2 separate regions of the Zea mays genome follow, and region 2 is linked to region 1. The links are chromatin contacts, called in public Hi-C maps. All regions are on one chromosome and are shown on one strand. Each heading gives the region's core, a stretch centred on a gene start, on an enhancer-like site or on the middle of the called end of the contact. The rest is flanking DNA. Distances are from core to core; before and after follow the strand shown.

Region 1 (7,169 bases), core at 3,464-5,963:
ATTGGATTGATTAGAGGAGGTGCAGTGTACACACATATATAGGCAAGGATTCATAGACTTGGTTTGGAGAAATAGTACTAATCAAGGATATCCTGCCAGCCTATCTCTCTCTCTCTCTCTCTTTGTAGAATACGCAGGAGAGCGCTTTGTATCATTGCATTAAGGAGATCTGCATATCCTGCCTATCTCTAATCATACTACCAAACATACAATAGGCGCCAGGCCTACATCCGTTGGCCCAAAAGGGGCCAACTGAGTGAGTGTAAACTCTATCCAACACAATTCACTCAAAATGTTTTATATTCATATTTATTTTGTAGCACGACAAAGCACCATGGACTACAGGAAAATTGATCATATGGAGGAACTGCTAGAAATTACCTTAACATTAAGCTCAGTATGGCGTGAAAATGTGAGGTGCAGTTTGCAGTAGCCACCTTCATAGATGCTGTGCCCTTCTAGTGCTTCTTTTGCTGCATACGCAGTTTGAATGTCTACCAAAAGAAGTACACAGAACTTGAGAGACATGACATGCATGGGCAGCTAAATTGTGTCCTAACAAGTTGGTTTTTACCTGGATACTGGATCAATGCTTGAAAGCCATTCTTCTCAAAAATAGCAATCTTCTGTACAAATCCAAAAGCTGAAAAGACCTGACGATTACAGGATATCAAAAAGTTGGTGAAAACTGCATGTATTAGCTACCATAATTGTTTACTTTGACAGATTACCTCATGAAGCACATCTATTGTAACAACATATTGCATGTTCTCAATAGAAGCAAGCAGTATATTGCTCTCTGCTTCCTGTTTTTTTCCATCCTGGTCATAACAGTGTGGACACAATAACTATATTAGCAAATTTAGCATAAGCACAAAATCAAAGCATATATGCTCAAAAGTAAGAAGTGCTACCGGTCCAGAGCCATCTTTAGCAGAGTCCAGAAAAGGAAGGTAAGGATTAGTGAAGTCCCTAAAGAAAACAGCAAAGGATAATCAAGAGTCATATGATTCCTTGAATATTACAAACCACCCAGATTTATAAAGTAATGATCTGACAGACAAAAATACTTTTCCATGCAAAATGAAACAATTCAATGGGTAAAACTCGCAGAATCCATCCATCAAACAGGATGTAGAATAAAAAATCTCGCTTGACAACTGAGTAAACCTTACCTACTCCTGTGGCTCTGATACTTGACGTTGAGAACACTGTGTGCTGAATAGGTTATTCTCAAAGTGCAGGCCACATCCAGTTCTGGTAGCAAATAGCTGCAACACAAGACAAATAATTATACATTTGTCTTGCGAAAGAGTACAGAAGAAAATTAATAATCAAAAGCAATACCTAGGAATGCATCTACCATCCAGTGCAGCTTTTGCAGATGTTGCAGTTTCAGCATCAGAAAACTGAATCAAAGCCTACAGGCAAGATTAAAAAAACATAACCTTAGATAAAAGTATTTGAGCCTGGTCAAAGAAAAATATAGAGAAATCATGATAGTGCTATCTATGGATGACAGATGAGACATGTGACAGAATGAATAAAGTAAAACCATCACCTGATAACCAGATGCTTTCTCAAAGGTAGCGATCTTATGAACAAATCCGAAAGCAGAAAATACCTGTGCACACATACGTCAACTGTTAATACCACATGTGAAACATTATAGTAAAACCAAATGCATGCACCAATATATCTGGAAAGTGAAATGATCTTAAATTGAAAGTGGCAGCCAAAGGTTGTCTGATCTCTACGCCAAACAAAATTAATATTTATACAAACATACAGAAAAGCTTACAACTACAATAAAGTTTTTGTCGGCAATAACCAATAACAATGAATCAAGGGTACTAGCAGACTAGCACACAACTGTACATGTTCAAAACCTTTCAACCTGCTAGTACAGATAATGCAGATGAATTTATCATCACTCCTGGGTAAAATTGTGACATCAAGCTGTTATTAAAGTATTAGAATCAAATCAATCAATGCATTTCTAGGCTTTGTAAGGATTGTCTAGAGAAAGAGATCAGAAACGAGCACAGCTAACAAGCATTCATTCATGCGCCAGTAACAAAGTGATCAAATCTACAATATTCACAGTGGAAAGTGAGTGAAACTCATTAAACTGTTCAGACAGATGTTTCTTTATGAACTGATAATCCACATGTTCCAATTTTGAAGCTCGCCTTAACAGCGTATTAAAGGTGCGTCAACCAAATGACACTATGGAGGATAAACACAAGATAGTTCTTGTAATTAACACATAAAAGATTGCAAAAGAATTATAATCTAATCATCATGTAGAAGATTGTAAAGTAATTCTTTTAATCAACATACAGATGCAAATAACTCGAGTTGGTAGCTTGCAGATCTGTAATAAGGAGCTAAAATCCTGCTTGAAAGATGGTATTAAACCGTTACACAAATCAGTGCAACCAAATGACAAATTTGTGCCAATCAAGTTCATTATATTTACCTTATGGGCCATTTGGATCTATTCATTTTGAAGGAATTGAAATTTACTTAATAGAGTAGTCTATTTGGCTTGGAATTTGATATTCCGCCACTTTCCACAGTTCAGATATAAGACTATCTCAAATTCATGGGGGTGGAGGATAGAAAATGATTTTGTGTATCAGTGGAATATGTTTCTACTCTGCAACTTATAAGACACTCTTCTACTCACTCCTCTGTAGTAAAAATGCAGCACATAAATATCTCCCACATATTGCTAATAAAGTAATAATAGTATACAAATATATTTTGCATAAAACTATACTAGCTTAATTGATATTTGCCTAAATTACTATTATTAGAATGGAATTCAATTCCGAGGATCCAAACGGGGCGTTAGTGAAAACAAGAATATTTATTTACTATTATTGATGCATTACATTTTATGTTCCTTTTCTCTTTCTTTTCCCTTACTAAATCCAGAGAAGAGCACTTGATAATAATCATACAAATATGCCAGCTACCAATGTAACCAATCAGAAACGACCTCCATTGAGAAAAATGCATCCACCAACCTTAGGCACTAACTAGATACAACTTATAATAACAACTAAAACGGACATCGACGAAGGTAGATGTGACCAACCCTAAGAGGGTACTTGGATGAAAGGGTATGGGAGGGGAAAGGTAGGGAGAAGAGGTGCAGGGGAGGGAGGGTAGGGGAGGAGTAGGGCAGCGATGAGTAAGGGAGAGGAAACAAACACAGACATGTGTTCCAGATGCTTCCTGCCATGATACTCCGTGACAACGGCTTGCTAATCCATTCAGATCATGCAAAACAATGTGCTAGAAGTTACTAAGACAGTCCTGGCACATCAAAGTATTCCTGCAGATAAAATCAGTTGGCCTAAATAACATAAATCTCGATGCAACTGTTAACATCCTTACCACGTGTAGAACATCAATGCTGACAGAATCTGGTGCAACACCCTCCATTCCCACAAGCAAAACGTTGCCTGAACCTTCCCCAGTTGCCTTGTTGTTGACAATCTCCTGTCTATTTGAGTACTGAAGGTACACATTTTTCCCTCTTACCTGTGCTGGCTCTGTTGACGATGCGTAATATGATATCATGGCAATAGCTTGATTTTGGTCGCCCTGCAAAACAATAAAAGGAATTAAAAAGAACATGCAGTCACATATCACAGCTGTTTCACCAGACGATAAATCATCCCCCCCCCCTCCAAGACAAATTTCCACAGATATTTCAGTGGTCTCACTTCTCTTTACCAAAAAGGAAGTCCATGATAATATAATCATGGGGTTTTTTCTTGTGCCAAGACTTCATAATGGGGTTAAGATTGTTCTTTTTCACCACATATCATAGAACCTAGGCGACAAGAAACAGAGGGGGGGGGTACAACCATTACTAATTGCAGTCAAATCGAATTGGTCAGTTCCAAATTCCAATGACAAACCTCCTATGCAACTGGCACATCCAACTGGCTGATTTAAGTAACAGCAACATGAGCCAGAGAACATAGCTTCTCCCCCAAAACTAACTGGATAACTAATGTACTGTATATTACAACCACTTTGCCACAATTCAGTACTAATGATCCGGAAGTCCGATCTACATAGTCTGATACTCTGGTTCTGACATCTCCGTGTCCACCAGACAGACAAGTGGCTGGCCAATACGAGTCAGGCTCGCTAACATAAGCAGGAGGGAAAGCTGGTAGTACTCACGAATTCGATGAATGCCTGATTGCGGTTGGCGCCGACGCCGCACTTGGTGTTGACGACCTTGCCGAAGGGGGTCCCCAGCTCGACCAGCTCCTCTGGAGTGCAGTCCCACGGCAGATTCCGCAGGTGGAGCACCTTCGACGGCGGCTGCGTGTACCGGAACTGCGGCTGCCCACCGGAAGCCATCCCTCCCGAATCTTATCCTCCAAACCTACCGCGTCATCAGTGGTAAGTAAACCGCATCAAGGAAGTCTTTTGCAATAAAAATAGAAAACTCTCGTAACCATGGATCCAAGGGGTCCTCACCTTGCGGGTGGCGACCGACGGCGGCGAAACGAGTGGCCGGAGCGGACGAAGATGGGTTGGATTCGGGAACGTATCGCGGAATCGGTGCGGTCAATCAGTCCAATTTTCTAATGGATAGACGCCTAGGGTTCCGTATCGACCTCTGAAATCTGAATAGGCCCGTTGATAGGTTATAATAATGGGCTTCGAGCCTTCGGCCATGCAGTAGAGTCCCGGAATCCTACAGCCCAAAATCCCAAACCACCACCGAGAAGCCAGAAGGCCAGCCCAGTTTGGACAACTCTTTTCCTCGTGTTCGGAGAAATTTGGAATTATGTCATTATAATAAGTGGTTTAGCGACTTTATTATTAATTGAATAGGCTTCGGCTTAATAGCATTAAGAAGTGGTTTAGCGACTTTATTATTAATTGAATAGGCTTCGCCTTAATAGCATTACAGAGTATAGGTCTAATTTTATAATGGTATTCAGACAAATCCTATTCAATTAATAGAAAAGTGGCGAAACTCACTTCTCATAATGATATAGGCCCTATTTAGGAGAGCATTTCAAGAATTTCAAGTCTATTTCAGCTTCTTCTATCCAAATAGGTACAGCTTTATGAGCTCTAACTTCAAAAAAACTGAAACTATAGACCAGTTTCATGAAATTTTTCAAGTTCCTCAAAGGGTGCTTAAAAACATTGTTTTCATACCTCCTCGTGAAGTTGCACAAAAATTGCTCATCATGTCATTGGTTACATGATCTAACGATTCAATTCTCTTTCTTCACCCGCTAATCATCATAGGTAATTAAAAAAATTCACACAAATTAATCGTATCAAGGAAATCCCAGTATTTAGGGTCAAATATATCAAGCTGAAAATAATCGCTATCATGCCCCATAGGTGAATTTTTCAAGTTAACATTAATAGCAGCGACATTCATATTAACAAAGGATAATAATGAGTCGATGCACATTTTTAAAAAAAAAACACCTTGATCTCAGATCCCTGCTGGCTAGATTGGTCTCGTGCAGACCTGCACCTAAAGTTCGTGTACGTGTTGTTGTTGTCCTAAGAGTCGACCCTCCTAATCCCCATAGTTGAGCAGCGATGGCGTTGTGGGGACGAGAAATTACGGCAGGATCTGCAAGCCAACGAAAATTCACGAGCGACTCGTGATTAGATCAAGGACTACTCGTGGAAACAGAAAGGATGCACGTTAGACGTACGAGATTCCCTCAAGAGATCAATTGTTTACTGTAGTAAGCCTTAAATAATATAATTATAAATGCTACACTGTCAATATTTATGACCTGCCTGTAACCCTAAGATAAGATAGTGTTTGGTTGAGGAGTTAAGTAGAACGGAGTCGTTCCATCCCTGATTATAGGAACGGAGCCGCTCTGTTCTGTGTTTGGTAATCTGGAACGGAGCGGCTCTGTTTTTTGTTTGGTTGCAGAGTGAACGGAATGGAGCGTGACTGTGAGAGCGGGATGGGAACGGAGCGGCTCCGTCCGGTTGATTTTTTAGAGCGGATTGGTTCCGGATCTGAGGAGAATATTCTCTAATTGGAGTCATTCCGTTCTAGTTACTTTGTAACCAAACAACAACAAAACTGGAACAGAATAGCTCCGTTCTACTTGACTCTTCAACCAAACACTACCAATTGGAGTTAATGGAGATGTGAGACATGAAGAAACACAGTGCCGTGGCGCGACTCAACTCCGTTCCACGACCCTTGCGACGTATAAAGTTTTCTTTAGTCCGTCACACACCAATGACCAATGTATATGGCGTGACGGTAGCGATAGGAGGTGCCATGATGTTTGTGACATGCATTTTTAAAACACTAGTAAAAATTGTTCGTCCAAGACCAAAAGACAGCGACGATCACATGCCAGCCCACGGAAAGGGATCCTATCAGGACTCCGTCAAGCACGACGTCGCTTGCAACCGCAAGCTCATCGACGCCAGGTTCTTCAATAGGGATATGTGGCTCATCAACCCGGCCGTGGTGGACGCCAACTAGACACACGACATCGAGGGCCACCACACCCACATGCTCTCCACTGTCGCACGACGGATTCATGCCCCGCGCCAGCCTCTTCGGCTACACCACCGGCACCGCCAAGGGCGGTGCACCGCGGGCGCGCGTCGCTGCCTACATGGTCTGTTGGTCAGCATAGTGTGTCGTCGTCCTCGCGGGCTTCGAGTCCGCCAACCACGGCGGCGCCTACGTCATCTATGTCTCCTTCGGCCAGGACGTGCCCCTCGCTGATGACGCCAAGTCCCTTTTCCACAAGCTCGTCACGCTTGGTCACCTCCACACTGCTATCCACAGTGTCTCTATCGTATGCTCCACCGACAACTCCGGATCCTACGATGACACCGTCTTTGACGCTGCGCCATGGGTCACCACCATCGCCGCCACCACCATCGACAGGGACTTCCCTAATATCCTCACCCTCGGCAACGACGTGCGCCTTAGGAGGATAAGCCTCGAGTCTACCACACTGCACTCTAGTGCGTTCTACCCGATGGTCGACACTGCCAGGGCCAGCCCTTGGGGGTGCAGCCGGTGCCACCGCACCGGGCCCCACAAAGCTAGTGGGCCCCCACCCATCAAAAGTATTCTACGGACTCTTAACCCTGCAGCCTATAGAGATTAGCGATCA
Region 2 (7,169 bases), core at 1,532-4,031, 160 kb before region 1:
TACCTTCTCTGGCATGATATCCTTATTCATCTCTTTTGGAGAATATGATGAGCTAGAACCAACACCAGATGCCCCAATTCCACCTAAGCTCCCAATATACTTTTGAAGTGCAGCAGCACCCATCACCCTGGAACAAAATATTATGCAGTGAGCATCGAAAAAACATTTTGGGTAAATGGTGTTTATGGTTGCAACGAAACCAGGTAGTCTTTGATAGTGGTTCTCCTTCCATCAGCAAGGTGCAGATATTTTTCTTGGATGAGTTGGCATGAGGGGTGCTAGCTGGAGCCAAACATCTTGGAAGTTCAAATTTAGCTGAAGCCCTTATTATGGCAGGGTCGAATTATGTAAGCAGTATATAATAAGCTCTAAGTGTGTGTGTAATCTCGGGGTTTCCTGTGTAGCAGGTTATCCCTTCTTTCCTCTCTAATATATAAAGATGTGCAGCTCTCCTGCGCGTTCAAGGGAAAAAAAGTTGGGCCCAAGCAATTAACAGATTCATACAATTATTCATTTTGTGGAAACAGTCTCTTGCAAATGCAGGGAAGGCTGCGTACTATAGACCCAAATGGGTCCAACCCTTCCCCGGACCCACGCAAGCTGGAGCACATGCACCGGGCTGCCCATAAGAAATAAAAAATGTTTATCAATTCTTCAAAGCAAATAGACAAAGTTCTTTTCTTTATGCATCACATTCTGTAGGAAGCACCTATGAACACTAGAAATCTGGGTACAGCAGGAACAATTGTGTGCCTAATCTAAATCATAAGATAGCAGGAACATGATGAAAGGTTTAGCATACCACATTACGCCGACAGCAATTGTAAACAACATCGTCGAGACAATTTCTTGAGCAAAGCGTGTAGATCTACCTGTAGATTTGGGGTCAACCTAATGATGCAACAAAATCTATCAAAACATAATTTAAGAATCAAGATCACAGGGAAAAATTTGGCCCCTGTCCTATCAACACGGTCATGAATAATAAATTAATAGCATTCCTCAGATCTGGTCGACTTACCATTACAACATGTAAAGGTTGCTTTTCTGATATCCCAGGGTTCATGAAAGGTTTATCCTCATTCCCAGATACACGTTGTTTCAACTCTTGCAACTACTGACATAAATGCATATTACAGAGAGTGAAGTGGTTACAACATGCCAAGTTGCCAACATGGTGACTAATATGGAGTATAAGTCAACACAGAATGACAGAAAGCATTGTGGAAGGAAATGGGTGTAGTAGGAAGTTATAAGCTTTAAGCTTTTGCAGCATCACATCAATATTATCTATATGAAGAGCCTAACAGGTTTTACCTGAAAAAAAGTGCTTCAACAAATGGCATAATTGCTTGAGCATCACTAAAAACATGGATTGAAGAATACAGTACTAGGGCATGGATCTTATGGCATTGTGTGGCATGGTAGATGGATTTGGATAATTGAATGTCAGTTAAGTTACCAAACGTGTTACAGGTCTTTTCCTGAAGCTATGTTGACAGAATAAGATAGTGCACAAAACTTCATCATATCATATACTTCCTCTGTCCCAAAATATAATTCTTTTTAGCCCACTTTTTTTTCGTCTACATTCATTCAAATGATAATGAATATAGTCATACATGGTAACTACGTTCATATGTTACTTCATGAATATGTGGTTAACCTAAAACGAATTATATTTTGGGACCAAGGGAGTAATATATATTATTAAAGAGTTGTGAAATGATCTTACCAGGGCTGGCAGACTTGCAGATCTCCCAGATTGTTCATCTGGAAGGTAATCTGCTATAGTGTTAGTGAGAATAAGTGCCCGCAGGTACTCTGCAGCCCCCTTGCTATCCACAGCATGGCTTCGCTGCTCAAACCTTTTAATAACCTCTTCAGGGCTGCCATTATTTTCAGTGCACACCAAAACAGGAAATTCAGATAGGTGAACATACCAATCTTTAGTTTCTAATGCGAAGATTTGATGCAATGGTCAATACAAAGTACAAACAACAAAACCAGCAATACAACCACTACTAACGATTATGCAGTACTAGGACTCCAACTATATGATAATGTTTGGTTCCTGAGCCATTTAGGATGGAGCGGCTCCGTCCGAGAGATTTTGGGGAGCTAAATGGTTCAACATTTGAACATATTTTTTTTTCTTTTTTAGAGCCATTCTGTCCTATATGGAATCAATCCAAACAACAATAAATTGGGAGCGGAGCGGCTCCGTCCCACGGTACTCTACAAATTTCTCAAGAACCTTGCTACAATTGATCCTTAGGTAAGTCAAACTATCCAAATAGTATAAATCAGCACGCAATCCACTCAGCCAGAACCACATTCGCCCAATTGTCGAAGTAAAACAACAGACCTGAACTTGTTGAGCTCGTGGAGGAGCGCGCTCTGCTTGGCAGCGTCGTTGGGGTTGGCGTCCGCCTCTTCGATCAGCCCCTGCAGTCGGTGGTCGGATCTCCAGAAGGGCCACCAGCTCATCCAGTTCCTCGACAGCACCCAGTCGACGAACCTCCTGACCGCGGCCACCACCGCGGCCGCGACCGCCACGGCCCAGGCCCTAGCCTTGCCCACCAGGTCCTCCAGCTCCTCCTTCCCGCTCATCGTGGCGGGCTGTGCCGTCGACTCCGTCATCGTCGTGCTCTCCGACTCCTCCGCCTCCGCCGCGGACGAGGATGCAGCCGCGGGCGGCTCGGAGGCGTCGGGCTGCGGCGCGATGGGGTCCAATGCGCGGAGGCGGAGCGGGGCACGGCGGGGCGCGTTGGCACCGCGGGGCAAAGAGGCGAAGGCAGAGGGGAGCGGCTGCCGGCGGCGCGGGGGCAGTGGCGAGGGGAGCGGGCGGAGGAGGAGGGAGGCCTGGAGCGCGCTCATGGCGGCTGAGGCGGGCGCGCCGGCGAGGTGGGAGGGGCGTGACTTGGAGAGAAGAGGCTTCCCCTTTTTTTTTTCCCTTTCTACGCTGGAGGTGGGTCTCCCCTAGTTTTAGTGGACACGAGGAGTAGCCTTATCGCGAAGCGAGACCGCGACTCCGCGAGCGCGAACGCGCACGCTGGAAGCCGTAGCGGGGCGACGACGCGGCGGCGCTCGCGATCGTTAGGAGTCACTCGGGATCGGGACCGTTGGTAGCGGGAGGGGTGATGATGGGGACGGACGTCTCTCGAATGCGATGACGACCTGACTGGCCTGGTCGGTGCTGGAGCTGATGTCTGGGTCGGCGGTCGGCGAGACGGCGAGGAGCTGGTACTGTCCTCTCAGTCTCAGGCTCTCAGCTACAGCAAAGCACAGGTACTCCGGCTCAAGCAAGAAACCCGATTCTAAGCGCGGAGAGAAGGTAGACACCACACACCAGGAAGGATGGGATAAATAAACTGGGGGAGATCCGTCGGTACTCGGTAGGTTTCACTGCCAAGTGATCCATGGGACCGTGGGTAGGCTTCACTGCAAGTGATCCGCGGGGTTGCGCGCTTAGCGAAATGACCTCTACGGCTCTACTCAAATTGATTTGATTATACTCAGATCTTAGGTTCTTTGACTCCTCGCGAGAGTGATTTTTAGACTGTTTTTTTAAATTATCTTATTTGTTCCACGCTGAAACAGAAGTCTAAGGCCTTATTTCGGTCATGAACATGGACGGTCTTCTTCTTAATATATAACTAGTTAGTTGTCCGTGCCTTACGGCGGTACACGAACACCGCTGATAAAAGCATTAATAGTAATTATTTTTGGATCATTTCATGAGATGTGCTCTCCTGGCAGGAGGAAAAGGAAGAAAGACTCATTCATTTTTTATTCATCAATTAGAACAAAGTAGAAGAAGCAACTAAACACCATACATGTTCACATATCAAACCCATATATTGTCTAATAGCTACATCTGTGGTCAACAAGATGTTATTAATCAATTACGAGACTTCAAATGAATACGCGATGTGTCAATACTAATACACCATTTCCCCCTAAAAACAATGATAACCAACGTCGCTGGTATGGGGGAGGTGAGGCTGGGGTTGGACCTAAGCACGATCTGCTCGAGCGAGGACGACGACATGAACAGCGCGAGCGGCAGCTCAACGGGGGCCTGGGAGGCGCCGAAACAACCGAAGATGGAGAGCGTCCGGAGGTTGGGTCGAGCCTGGCCCCGGGCCTGCAGTGCGGGGTGGCGACGTCGAGGCCTAGGTGGAGGCGGGTGGCGCGGAGCACGCGCGCGTCGTCGGGCGCGAGCTTGCACTGCAGGCCAGGCCTTGGCGTGTCGGTGCAAGGCCGCGGGTGGAGCTGCGGCCACGCCGGGTCGCCGAGGAGGTCCGCCATCACCCGGAAGATGGCCACCGGCTCCGCCCCGCCAGCTCCTGTGCCGGCGTGTCCCCTCCAGGGATTGCGAGTGAGGGGGATCGCAGATGGGGCAGAGAGGGAGGATGTCAGGGGGTGTGGAAGGAGGGGGCAGAACCGTGCACCGTGAACGCCTACACTGTAGTCTTAAGTAGTATAATGTGTGAAGGTTGTGTAGGTCGACTCTTCGTGGAAGTGAATTTTAGGCTATTTGTTTAAAAATCCTCTCATTTGTCCACGTTAAAGAATAGGTCTAAGGCCTTATCCCGGTCATGGTCGTGGACGGTCTTCTTAATATATAACGTCTGAGGGCTGTTTTACCCTCGCCGGTCAAGTTTTTTAGGATTTGCACGCTTATCCTGTGTTCCATACAATGTGTATGGATTTTTAAACTTTAGAACCCATATTGTTATTGAAAGGGAAATAGGGTCAAACCTTTTTCTAAATGATTTTGGTGGTTAAATTGCCCAACACAAATAATTGGACTAACTAGTTTGCTTTAGATTATAAGTTCTACAGGTGCCAAAGGTTCAACACAAACCAATAAAAAGTCCAAGATTGGGTTCAAAAGAAAGGAGCAAAAGAAAACCGAAGGTTGCCCTGGTCTAGCGCACCGGACTGTCCGGTGTGCCACCGTACAGTGTCCGGTGCACCAGGGTGGATCAACTCCAACTCGCTAGCTTCGGGAATTTGGGGAGCCACTCCGCTATAATTCACCGGACTGTCCGGTGTAGCACCGGACTGTCCGGTGTGCCAAACGGAGCAACGGCTAACAGCGCCAACGGTCGTCTGCAAAAGTGAACAGTGCACGGACAGCGCGCGCAGAGTCAGAGCAGGCGCCAGAAGGCGCATCGGACAGTGAACAGTGACTGTCCGGTGCACCACTGGACTTTTCGGTGGCCCCACTTGTCAGAGCTCCAACGGTCGAACCCTAACGGTTGGGTGACGTGGCTGGCGCACCGGACAGTGTCCGGTGCGCCCATCGACAGCAGCCTTCCCCAACGGCCACTTTGGTGGTTGGGGCTATAAATATCCCCCAACCACCACACTTCAAGGCATCTAAGTTTTCAGCCAACACATTCAATACAAGAGCTAGTGCATTCGATACAAGACACAAATAGATTGAATCAAAATCTCTCCAAGTCCCAATTCCACTCAAAGCAATTAGTGACTAGAAGAGAGAGTTTTGCCGTGTTCTTTTGATCTCTTGCGCTTGGATCACTTTTCTTCTTCCCTATTTCTTGTTTCCAAGACATTTGTAATCAAAGCAAGAGACACCAATTGTGTGGTGATCCTTGTGGGGACTAAGTGTCCCAATTGGTTGAGGAGAAAAGCTCACTCGGTCTAAGTGACCGTTTGAGAGAGGGAAAGGGTTAAAAGAGACCCGGTCTTTGTGACCACCTCAACGGGGAGTAGGTTTGCAAGAACCGAACCTCGGTAAAACAAATCATCCTGTCACACTCTTCATTTGCTTGTGATTTGTTTTTTGCCCTCTCTTTCGGACTCGATTATATTTCTAACACTAACTCCGGCTTGTAGTGGTGCTTAAAGTTTATAAATTTCAGATTTGCCTATCCACCCCCTCTAGGCGACTTTCAATTGGTATCAGAGCCCGATACTTCATTAGAGCCTAACCGCTCGAAGTGATGTCGGGAGCTCACGCCAAGAAGGAGATGGTGACCGGCGAGAAGCCCGCCACAAGCCACGGGAAAGCTCCATCGGGGGAGTCGAGCAACAAGAAGAGGGAGGAATCACCTCCCCGCGTCAAGTCACACCGGAGTGGCGACAAGAAGAAGAAAATGAAGAAGGTGGTCTACTATGAGACCGACTCTTTGTCGCCTTCCACCTCCGGCTCCGACACGCCGTCCGTCACTTCTAAGCGCCATGAGCGCAAGAAGTTTAGTAAGATCCCTTTACGCTATCCTCGCATTTCCAAACACACTCCTTTACTTTCCGTCCCACTAGGCAAACCACCGGTTTTTAACGGTGAAGATTATTGTATGTGGAGTGATAAAATGAGGCACCATCTAACCTCACTCCACGCTAGCATTTGGGACATTGTTGAGTTTGGTGCGCAGGAACCATCCGTGGGGGATGAAGGCTATGATTCGGACGAGGTAGCCCAAATTCGGCACTTCAATTCCCAAGCCACTACTATACTCCTCGCCTCTCTAAGTCGAGACGAGTATAATAAGGTGCAAGGGTTGAAGAGTGCCAAAGAAATTTGGGACGTACTCAAGACCGCACACGAAGGAGATGAGGTGACCAAGATCACCAAGCGGGAAACGATCGAGGGGGAGCTCGGTCGATTTATGCTCAACCAAGGAGAGGAGCCACAAGCCATGTACAACCGGCTTAAGACCTTGGTGAACCAAGTGCACAACCTCGGGAGCACCAAATGGGATGACCATGAAATGGTCAAGGTTATTCTAAGATCACTCGTTTTTCTTAACCCTACACAAGTTCAATTAATTCATGGTGATCCTAGATATAAACTAATGTCTCCCGAGGAAGTGATAGGAAGGTTTGTGAGCTTCGAGTTAATGATCAAAGGCTCCAAACAAATCATCGAGCGGGGCGCCACCTCCACACCCGAGGTGCAACCCGTCGCCTTCAAAGCGAGGGAGGAGAAGAAGGAAGAGTCTACGTCGAGTAGGCTTCCCATCGACGCCTCCAAGCTCGATAATGAGGAGATGACGCTCATCATCAAGAGCTTCCGTCAAATCCTCAAGCAACGGAAGGGGAGAGACTACAAACCCCGTTCCAAGAAGGTTTGCTACAAGTGTGGTAAGCCCGGTCATTTCATTGCTAAATGTCCATTATCAAGTGATAGTGAT

Evidence for each region. Hi-C and Micro-C count contacts between places; a contact is called where the count stands out from the background.
Region 2: a Hi-C map of tassel shows a contact between it and region 1, with 5 times the contacts expected there. The contact joins the promoter of LOC100502173 here to the promoter of LOC103651483 in region 1. A contact is called at or near these places in 14 of 25 Hi-C or Micro-C datasets (bundle sheath, ear, endosperm and 4 more) and 1 of 3 datasets of contacts at active chromatin or transcription factors (seedling).

Annotation. Positions count from the first base shown.
Region 1 is chr3:223,552,445-223,559,613 of Zm-B73-REFERENCE-NAM-5.0, reverse strand. It overlaps LOC103651483 (polypyrimidine tract-binding protein homolog 1), which reads right to left and starts at 4,713. Exons shown (of 11, transcript XM_008677125.4): 1 at 4,513-4,713; 2 at 4,210-4,417; 3 at 3,409-3,618; 4 at 1,562-1,624; 5 at 1,348-1,421; 6 at 1,176-1,271; 7 at 915-972; 8 at 732-821; 9 at 575-653; 10 at 382-494. The coding sequence starts at 4,392.
Region 2 is chr3:223,705,531-223,712,699 of Zm-B73-REFERENCE-NAM-5.0, reverse strand. LOC100502173 (ATP-dependent zinc metalloprotease FTSH 11 chloroplastic/mitochondrial) reads right to left here and starts at 2,781. Exons shown (of 17, transcript NM_001351793.1): 1 at 2,369-2,781; 2 at 1,736-1,889; 3 at 1,022-1,114; 4 at 803-891; 5 at 4-127. The coding sequence starts at 2,643.